2 separate regions of the Lactuca sativa genome follow, and region 1 is linked to region 2. Evidence: chromatin contacts called from public Hi-C data. All regions are on one chromosome and are shown on one strand. Each heading gives the region's core, a stretch centred on a gene start, on an enhancer-like site or on the middle of the called end of the contact. The rest is flanking DNA. Distances are from core to core; before and after follow the strand shown. Region 1 holds the start of LOC111918004. Region 2 holds the start of LOC111918005 (glutamate synthase 1 [NADH], chloroplastic).

The links. A called contact is a pair of places that touch in the nucleus more often than the background predicts.
Region 1: a Hi-C map of leaf shows a contact between it and region 2, with 5 times the contacts expected there. The contact joins the promoter of LOC111918004 here to the promoter of LOC111918005 in region 2. A contact is called at or near these places in 2 of 4 Hi-C or Micro-C datasets (leaf and seed).

The regions. Positions count from the first base shown.
Region 1 is chr9:78,534,929-78,539,291 of Lsat_Salinas_v11, forward strand. LOC111918004 reads right to left here and starts at 2,238. Exons shown (of 6, transcript XM_023913648.2): 1 at 2,079-2,238; 2 at 1,914-1,967; 3 at 1,386-1,459; 4 at 1,162-1,279; 5 at 1,026-1,084; 6 at 668-935. The coding sequence starts at 2,183. The coding sequence ends at 857.
Region 2 is chr9:78,035,894-78,040,604 of Lsat_Salinas_v11, forward strand. LOC111918005 (glutamate synthase 1 [NADH], chloroplastic) reads right to left here and starts at 3,149. Exons shown (of 18, transcript XM_023913649.3): 1 at 2,382-3,149; 2 at 2,167-2,286; 3 at 1,922-2,035; 4 at 1,678-1,830; 5 at 1,480-1,580; 6 at 1,310-1,406; 7 at 866-975; 8 at 476-759; 9 at 50-393. The coding sequence starts at 2,774.

The sequences.
Region 1 (4,363 bases), core at 988-3,487, 500 kb after region 2:
TAATATTGTTTTTATTTTGTATTTATTTTATTAACATTTAGTTATCTTATCTTATAATTAATAATTGAATATAATCCTTAATTTTGAAGCACTCCCTACTTACTTTTTATTTTGTAAACCTAACCGACTAATTTGATTTCTTGTCTCCCACACGAACTAAAAAACCTTAAATTAGACGTTTCTAATTTATTTTTTGAACAACTAATTTGTATTTATAATTGTATTTATTTCAAACTTCAAGCAAAATTTTATGGATTTGTAACAGTTATTGCTAAATAAACCTCCAATATATGGTTTTGTGCGTGTTTGGATCCCAGGTATGCTTCAAAATTTTATTTCCTACTAACCAACTTAATCATATATTAAAATATTATTTTTTTCTCTCATATGCGTAAATAGCCTAGTTTTATATTTTACCAACACATTATTGTCTATAGTTAAAAGTTATTTTATTTCAGATCATAAAAAGTAAGTAAATATTATTATTTTGTATAGTTTGTATATTTTACTTATAATCCACCTTCCATTCTCAAACTATGATTCACCTTCACTTCTCTTATAACCTCTAATAAAACATGTTTCACCACAACACCTATATATTTCTATCAAAACATTTAATAACTCTTTTTGCATTTCATGGGTCTGAATTTTGAAAGATCTTAAAGCATTCAAATCAATCCTCCCTCATTCAATATATAATACCAAAACTTGCAATAATACGTGAAATCCAACACAATAATTATTCAAAAAAACCACAATATATTCAATGACATGTGACTCCACGATGACACACGTTAATAAACAAAATGAATATAATAATGATCATGAACGAAATATTTTCTTGAAAACTCTTTACCTAAATCTCAGTGTCAAAAAGACGAATTGTCACTTTTGAAACAACTGCTCGAGCAAAAGGTATGTAGCTTAAACTATACCTGAAAATATTTTATACCACTTACATTATCAAAAAAAAAAATTTTAAAAAAAAAAGGAGTAAAGAGATTGAATAAAGATGACAAACTTACCAGATGAGTGCACATATCTCACATAGTATGGCAAGGATAGTTAACAACTTACTATGAATCTGCGAATGAAAAAAAAAGGTCAAATCATAAAAAGTCAAAATATCTTTAAATGGATTCAAGTTATTTATTTTGTTACCCCAAGAGCACAAATGAGAGCTAGAACAACGAATCCAATGTAAATAGATGTTGCATAAATACGAACTGGATCAAACATCATTTGTAGTTGTCGTGTAGCTCCCATAAGAAAAACTGTGCTGTTAAATGGTAAAAAGAAAAAAGATTAGACAAATTAAATAGATTAAAAGTGCAATTTTTTTTTATAATATAAAAAGGATTATATATAAATACAAGAAAACATACCTTCCAATAGCCAACAAGTTACCAAAGGTAAACAATACAGCAAACTTAATCGGAATGGCAAACACAATTGTCGACTGCAAAATTACCATTTAGATTTTAGATAGATGATGTTAAATTATGAATAATCATGGCCTTTTTATTCATGCCATTATCAATTTAAGTACTTAATGAAAATTTAGTAACATATATGTCAATCAAGATTCAAGCTTGATGCTTGGTGTTAACTTTCATCATGCCAAACACTTGAAGGATTATGATTTAGTATACTTAAGCATAACCCCAATCCCAATTTTACTTGAGATCAAGAACATCTTTCAAACGCAATCGATAATTCGCATTTTCAAGAAAATAAGGGTTTCCATCATAGAAGCCAAACCCATACTTGATTTTTTTTTTTTTTGTTTTTTGTTGGTATCGAATGATCAAAGTAACTAAATAAAACTCAACAGTATCACATTAAAAACGCCTTTCGAAAAAAACCATATAGTGGGAATGAGATCGTATACAGAAGAGTGTAAATCGAAGTACCAGTAACATACAAAGGAGTCCAGCTAAACAACACGCACCGAAGCCATATAATCTCTGTGTCGAACAAGAAAACAGTGACGTTGTATAAGCTTTTAGGGTTCATCACAGATGATCGTGATTTATGGGAAATTTGCGAAATATTGGGGGAATTGGATAGAGTAATACCTGTGTGGGAGATAAAGAACAGAGACCTTCGGCTTCTTCCAACAGATTGTCTTGTGAGTCGTCATATTCTTCTTCCGCGAACAGAGATTGTGCCTGCTTCCACATTTTTCAGACCTGGATCATTTTATTAATGGCTGCTTTACTCCTTAAACAACTTTCCCAACTGTAATTACAGGGCGTAATCGTAACTTTTGAAATATGAGGGGGTTGTCTGTATATTACAGAATTACAAAAAGAGCAAACTATCGTTTTGGTCCTTGTGGTTTATATCCATCTACAATTTTGATCCAACTTTTGATATGAATAGCCCATATGGTATCCAAAGAATGCACGCACCATGCATCGTTAAATCTAACTATTTGACTATTAAATATTTTAAAATGCCCATACCAAATGAGTAAAAACATAAAATGAAAGAACTGGTCATGTAAAAACTCCAAACTCAAACCTAAGAACCCTAAAAGGTCGTCCCTACTATCATTTGAACCTGACGTCTTCATCACTGAAGCCACCACCACCTTCACCTCCATTATCATTTCCCTCACCGTCGTCACATCCACGACCCAAAGGCTTGGTAGGGTTAGTTAAGTCTTGCTGGTTCGGTGGGCATTTATGTTAGGCTGCGAGTGTTGTTATTGGTTAGCGGATCGGAGGTAAGCCTGAGTGTTGTTCGTAGTTAGCGGATCGGGGGTAAGCTCGAGTATTGTTATTGGTTAGCGGATCAGGAGTAAGTCTGAGTGTTGTTATTGGTTAGGGGATCGGGGTTAAGCCCGAGTGTTGTTAGTATTAGCAGAGTTGTTCGAGCCGAGTGAATACTTGGTCTAGTTTAGTATGTGATTGATTGTTTTTTTTTTTAGTTTTGTCGGCATGTTTATGCAGGGTTAGCAATAACGACATTCGGTCGTGGGTTTCATGCTTTATCTTTCTTGTATGGTGGTATCTGGCCGGGAAGATCTCGATTCGATCAAATCTATAGATTTTTGGTCAGTATAGTTGATTTGGAGGTTGGTTAGCCTCATCTTCTAGGCTTTTCTAGAATTTACGTTGGTGCGTCGGTATGCAAGGTTGTCGGCTATGGCATGGGTGGTGGTTTCTTTCTTTGGCTTTTCAATGGGCGGTGCAAGGTCAGGAGGTCTTGGTTGGGTCAGGTCTGCAATTATTGGGTAGCATGGGTGACAATTGGGATGGCTCGGTTTACCTGGAGGTTGTCTAATACTTCGGAATCTACATGTTATGAATAAGGAAGTGGGTCCTTATCGTCATGGTTTAAGGAGGTTGTGTGAAGATGTTTTCATCAGATTGCATGGTTTCACAAATTTAAGGTTGGCAAAATTGTCGGGAAATGATCGACTATTTAAAAGATGTTACAATAGAGGTGATTCAGAACTTGGAGTCTCTACTTAGATTGGCTTATGAGCTTGGGATGGAACCATTGTTGGCTATGGTTGCAAATGTTGGCATTCAAATGATCTCAACCCGCATTGAGGGAGTAGAGTTTGGAGAATCCACAAGGAATTTGAAGAGTGTGCGGAAGTGGAAGCGAGAACTGATTTCAAGGACAAAATCGAATTTAAGTGGGGGGTAATTGTAACATTGAGTTTCCAAATCGAATCGGTTTAGGGTATCAAGGAGTGAAGTGCATGGTTTTAGGGTAAAATCGGGTGTCATGATGTGACAGGTTGAAATTGAAATGTGTATCCAAGGGGGCTTGTCACAACATGACAATAGAATGGTCACGTTGGGAGAGTGGTTGCAGCCCAAGCCCACGAATTTTAGGGTTCTCTTCATATTTAAGGAACTTATCTCATGACCTAGGGTATTCTCTTCAGCCTCCACTCAGTTTAAACGAAACCCTAGCCCTATTTATGAGTTCTTGAGCTTTTGGTGGTGACTTGGTGACCATTGAATTTTGACCAGTTTGACCCTAAGCCAATCTTGAAGGGTTTTGGGCTGATAAATAAGAATCTACCATGTTTTGGTGCTAGTAAGTTCGTGGCATCAATCAGGGCGTATCGCGGTGTTTTTGGGTTCTCCAATTCAGGTGAGTTTCCTCACTATACCTGTGGGTCGAAGGCACCAATGTCGGCCCACTAGATTTGATTATGTATCCTTGTGTACAGGATGTTGTTGTGTTGTAGTGATATATATATATATATATATATATATATGTGTGTGTGTGTGTGTGTGTGTGTGTGTTTTAGTCAAAAATCGATTAAGTAGAATCAACCAAATTGTATGAGGGGATGTGATGTGTAACAATTGGTAAAAAAAAAAAAAAAATAGGA
Region 2 (4,711 bases), core at 1,899-4,398:
ATATATTTTTTCACAAGATTGAAAACATTTAAAAAAAAAAGATTCTTACTTGTGAAACTCCAGCAATAGGGGGACATGCACGGGCAGATTTGTTAACAGATTCAACAATGTGCTTCAATTCTATCTTTTGTTGTTCAAGCCACTTTCCATATGGTCTTTGTAATGAGTATTGTTTTTTCAAGGCTTCATCATCTACAACTGTATGTTTCTCAAAGTCCACAAGAAGCATCATTCCAGGGTTAAGTCTTCCTTTTCTAGAAACATCCTCAGGTGGAATATCAACAACTCCAACTTCACTTGCCATTACAACTCTTCCACTATGAGTAACATAAAATCGACCTGGACGTAGACCATTTCTGTCCAGTGTAGCTCCAAGGTATCTCCCATCAGTAACTGCAAATAACATTTTATGTAAGCACAAAATTAACTGTCTCAAAGTAACAAATAAGAGTGAAATGAAGCTCAAAACTCATACATGAAACAAGTGCAGGTCCATCCCATGGCTCCATTAAAGCTGAAAAGTATTCATATAATGCCTTCCTTTTAGGATCCATATTCTTGTCATTCTGCCAGGCTTCTGGAATCATCATCATAACAGCTTCTGGAAGACTTCTACCAGCTCGCACCAAAAGCTCAAGAACACCATCAAAAGCACCTGAATCTGATGAGCTGGCATCTACAATGGGAAGAAGTTTCTTCATCTCATTCTTTGAAAGACCAAGCTCTTTGCATTTCAGAAGACCTTCACGTGCCTTCATCCTGAATAAAGAAAGATTAAAAGTAAACAACAATGTAGTGAAAACTGAAAACTAAAAAGCAACTAAAGATTGACAAATGATCAAACACATGGAGGGCATAAGCATACCAGTTAACATTCCCTCTAAGTGTGTTGATCTCTCCATTGTGGCCAAGAACACGCATAGGCTGAGCTCGATCCCAGCTAGGAAAAGTGTTGGTTGAAAACCGAGAATGAATCTAGACAAAAGAATGCAAATACCAATATTTTCAATGATTGAGATCCATGACATTGTTAAAATAAGGATTAGGTTTTGTATCAAAACATCATGTAAGCCCCTATGCAACCTCATGAAGTTTCATGATCAAGAACTGAGCACAACAATGCACCAAGTTTGTGTAAACATGATGAACTTCTTAATGAGGTTATTACCAACTCACCACTAATGAATCGAGCATCCAATCCAAAATCATAAGTTAACCACGCATCTCTCTCCCGTTAACCGGTTGATCCAATGCTGTTGTTAAGTATGAAGTCAGTGGACAAAAAATAAGTATATGGATAAATAATTACCAGGGCCATGTAGCTCGTAAACCTTTCATTCCCAAGATCTGCATAATAATACTCCTTCAACTGGTTCGGTTTTAACTGACCTTTGTACACAATAGTTCTGCATATAAATCATTTCAATTTTAAAAACCCATATGATAAATAATTGATATCAAGATTCAAGAAAACCAAACCTTGATGATAAAGAACATATATAGAAGTCCCTGATCCCACCATGTTGTAGGTTCAATGCAGCCCGGATAGCTACCATTGAAACCCTCCTTAGTATGTACATCTGCAAATACCAATTATTAATCAAGAATCAAGAATCAAGATAAGCATCATTCGTATATGTTGAGTTAAACATTATGCAAGTTAAAGATCATATATACCTGCTGCTCAAAATCAGCTTTTGACCTAGATGTGGGTGTGAGGAACACTTGTTCAATGACGGGTTCTGTTTGAATAGCGGACTTCCCCAATCCAGAATTATCTGTGGGAACAGTTCGCCAGCCAAGAACTGTGTGCCCAAGTGATTCAGCAACCTGCGAGTGTAATCGTGAAGTTGTAAACAAATTTTGCAAGATCAAGAAGCAACAAACGTGGTTAAGATGAAATCAAGCTCAGTTATGATACCTTTGTGAACACAATCTTGCTTTGCTCCCTTCTGGTATCGGAAGTAGGCAAGAAGAACATCCCCACTGCGTACTTCCCAGGTGGTGGTAGCTCAAACCCCTCATCTTTAGCAACCTGATGATGCAGATTTATCGATAGAATAAGACATAATTACTCATCTTGCTAAATAAAAAAGTGAACTGGCTTTAATATGCAACGTATGTAGTGATTACGATATGTGTAGAAAGAGCTTTATGTATATATACCTCCTTGTAGAAGTCATGTGGAAGACCGACGAGAATTCCGGCACCGTCGCCGGTGTTTGTTTCACATCCACAGGCACCTCTATGTGACATACGAACCAACATCTCAATCGCATCAGTCACCTAAATCAGGTCACAAAAGTAATTCAGTTGTCAAATTGATTGAAAAACAAACATAAAACTACAAATTTGAAAACGCAAGCGAAAATGATACATACCGTATTGCGGTTACTTTTGCCGGATAATTCAGCAACAAAACCGACCCCACATGCATCCTTATCAAAGGATGGATCATAAAGACCTAAGGGCTTCTCCGGCACTAGCGACAAAGCAGACCGAACCACCACCTTAAGCTTCGGGTCACGACCCGGACCATCCGATTTCCATTGATGGAGCGTCTCGGAAACCGACCCCCGTTGCAGCCTAGTCCCATACAACTTCTTCCCTAACAGACTAGACTGTTTAACGACCGAGCCACGGCTCGTCCATGTGCGGCTCCGGCCAACCCCAATCCGGGCTAACCCGCTTAACGGACGGGAAGCGGAAGCGAAAGGTTTCGTTACGTCCGCGTCGGGTCGGGCCTGGACAGCATGATTCAAAGCCACCGACATTATCAGATACCAACAATTTTTATCAAAAACTCCCCCTGCTTCAGATCTTTCCAATAAACAGATTTGTGAAGCGTTTATTATCAGATCTGGATAGCTATCAACTTAGTTTAAAGAAGGAATGGTTCAAATCAAGCGCCCACTTTCCTCCAATTGACAGGCCGATTTAGTTGGGGGGTTTTGTATATGGACTCGATACGCAGGGTATATGGATTCAAGATGAATCTTTAAAAGATAAAACGAACAAAACTGAACAACCGACGTAGCAGCCGACGGCTGCTGTTATGCACACTCCCGCAGACACACACACGAGAGAGAGAGAGAGAGAGAGAGAGAGAGAGAGAGAAAGGGTTCTGGTGGGTGGGGTTTTTCTCGGCCTCGACGAGGTGGGTAGTAGGTTGATTTTATAGAGGGAGGCAGGGGGTACCAGCTCATCTTCTCAACAAGGTGCCATTGTTGGGCGTGGGGCCCGCTTACCAATTTGCCACTTTTAGGGTAAACTTTCTACTGTGCCTGGAATGATAGAATCCAAAACATTTCTACAAATCAATTCTTTAATTTGGTTGCGTTTTTCATGTGTTACCATACTTTTCATAAAAGTCTTACGTAATAATCTAATTTGTGGTGGTAATTTAGGATTTTACAAAGTTAGATAATTAAATGTTATATATCATAGTTTTAAAAAACATATACAATATCCATGTCGATGTGATTTTAATTTATTTATATTTAAAAAATTAACAATCTTGAAGTTCCAGATTTTTGTATAATATCCAGACAAAAATAAAAATAGTCACTGCATTTTGCATAATTAATTGGTTGACCTTTATTTATTTGTCGATGTAAATCTAATTTTTGTATAATTAGTTCTTTACCATATAAAATGACATTAATGACATTAATAATATTTTTAATTTATTTTAACTTTTTCTTTAAGTCGTTTTAATTTTAAAAGAAAAAAAAATATTCTTCCCAACCTAACCTTCAATAAAACCCTATTAGATTACAATGTTCACCCCCTTCCCTACTTATATCTCTCTAACTCCAACGATCTTCTGTCTAGAACAATGATCGTTGGTCGTTGCCGATCATCTTTCTAGACACCACTATAGCCTCCTCTTATTGATTACCATTTCCCTTCATGGTCGACGTTCATCTTCTGACATATATGTCCAAAAGTCATTATACAATCATATTGATAGATAATATATGATCATAAATTGTCACACTAACAACAACTTTATGCAAATATATTATTTATAAGAATTTGATTATATATATATATATATATATATATATATATATATATATATATATATATTGTAATTAATTGGAAAGTATTTATTTTATGGAAATATTAATTTCACTGTTAAGTATCAAAATATATCATAATATATGATAAGGTATAATTTATTATGTCATGTACATTTTTTTGGACTAAAATGGGTTTTTGTTTTTTATGAATTTATATGTTTTATAAGTTATAAAAATTAGAAGAGTTTTATAAAAAAAAAAAAGACTAGTTTCTTCTTTTTATAAAATATTCAAAGAGACTGTAAAAAGAAAAAGAATACATGTTTGCATTTATTTAATCATAAAGTCATGCTCTTACACTTTTAGTCTTTTGTTGCTAGATGTATGGTGTATTAAAGCATCAAAACTCAATGGGTAAGGACTTGGATTAAGATGACTAAAAATCTTGCATGTATCTCTTCTTTTACTAGCTAAAACCATGAAATTTGGTGTTTCTCGTCTCCATATTCTCTATAATTTTTGTCTCTTAATGTGTTAAGAACATAAAGATAAAGATGATGCTTGAATGCTTTCTTTTAAGGCAAACTAGTTTCTTTGTCTTAAGAGCTTAAGAGGTTCTTTTATTACAAAAAGAAGACTAACATATTATCAAGTTGATTTATTGTTGGTGGATATCTCTAGAGAAC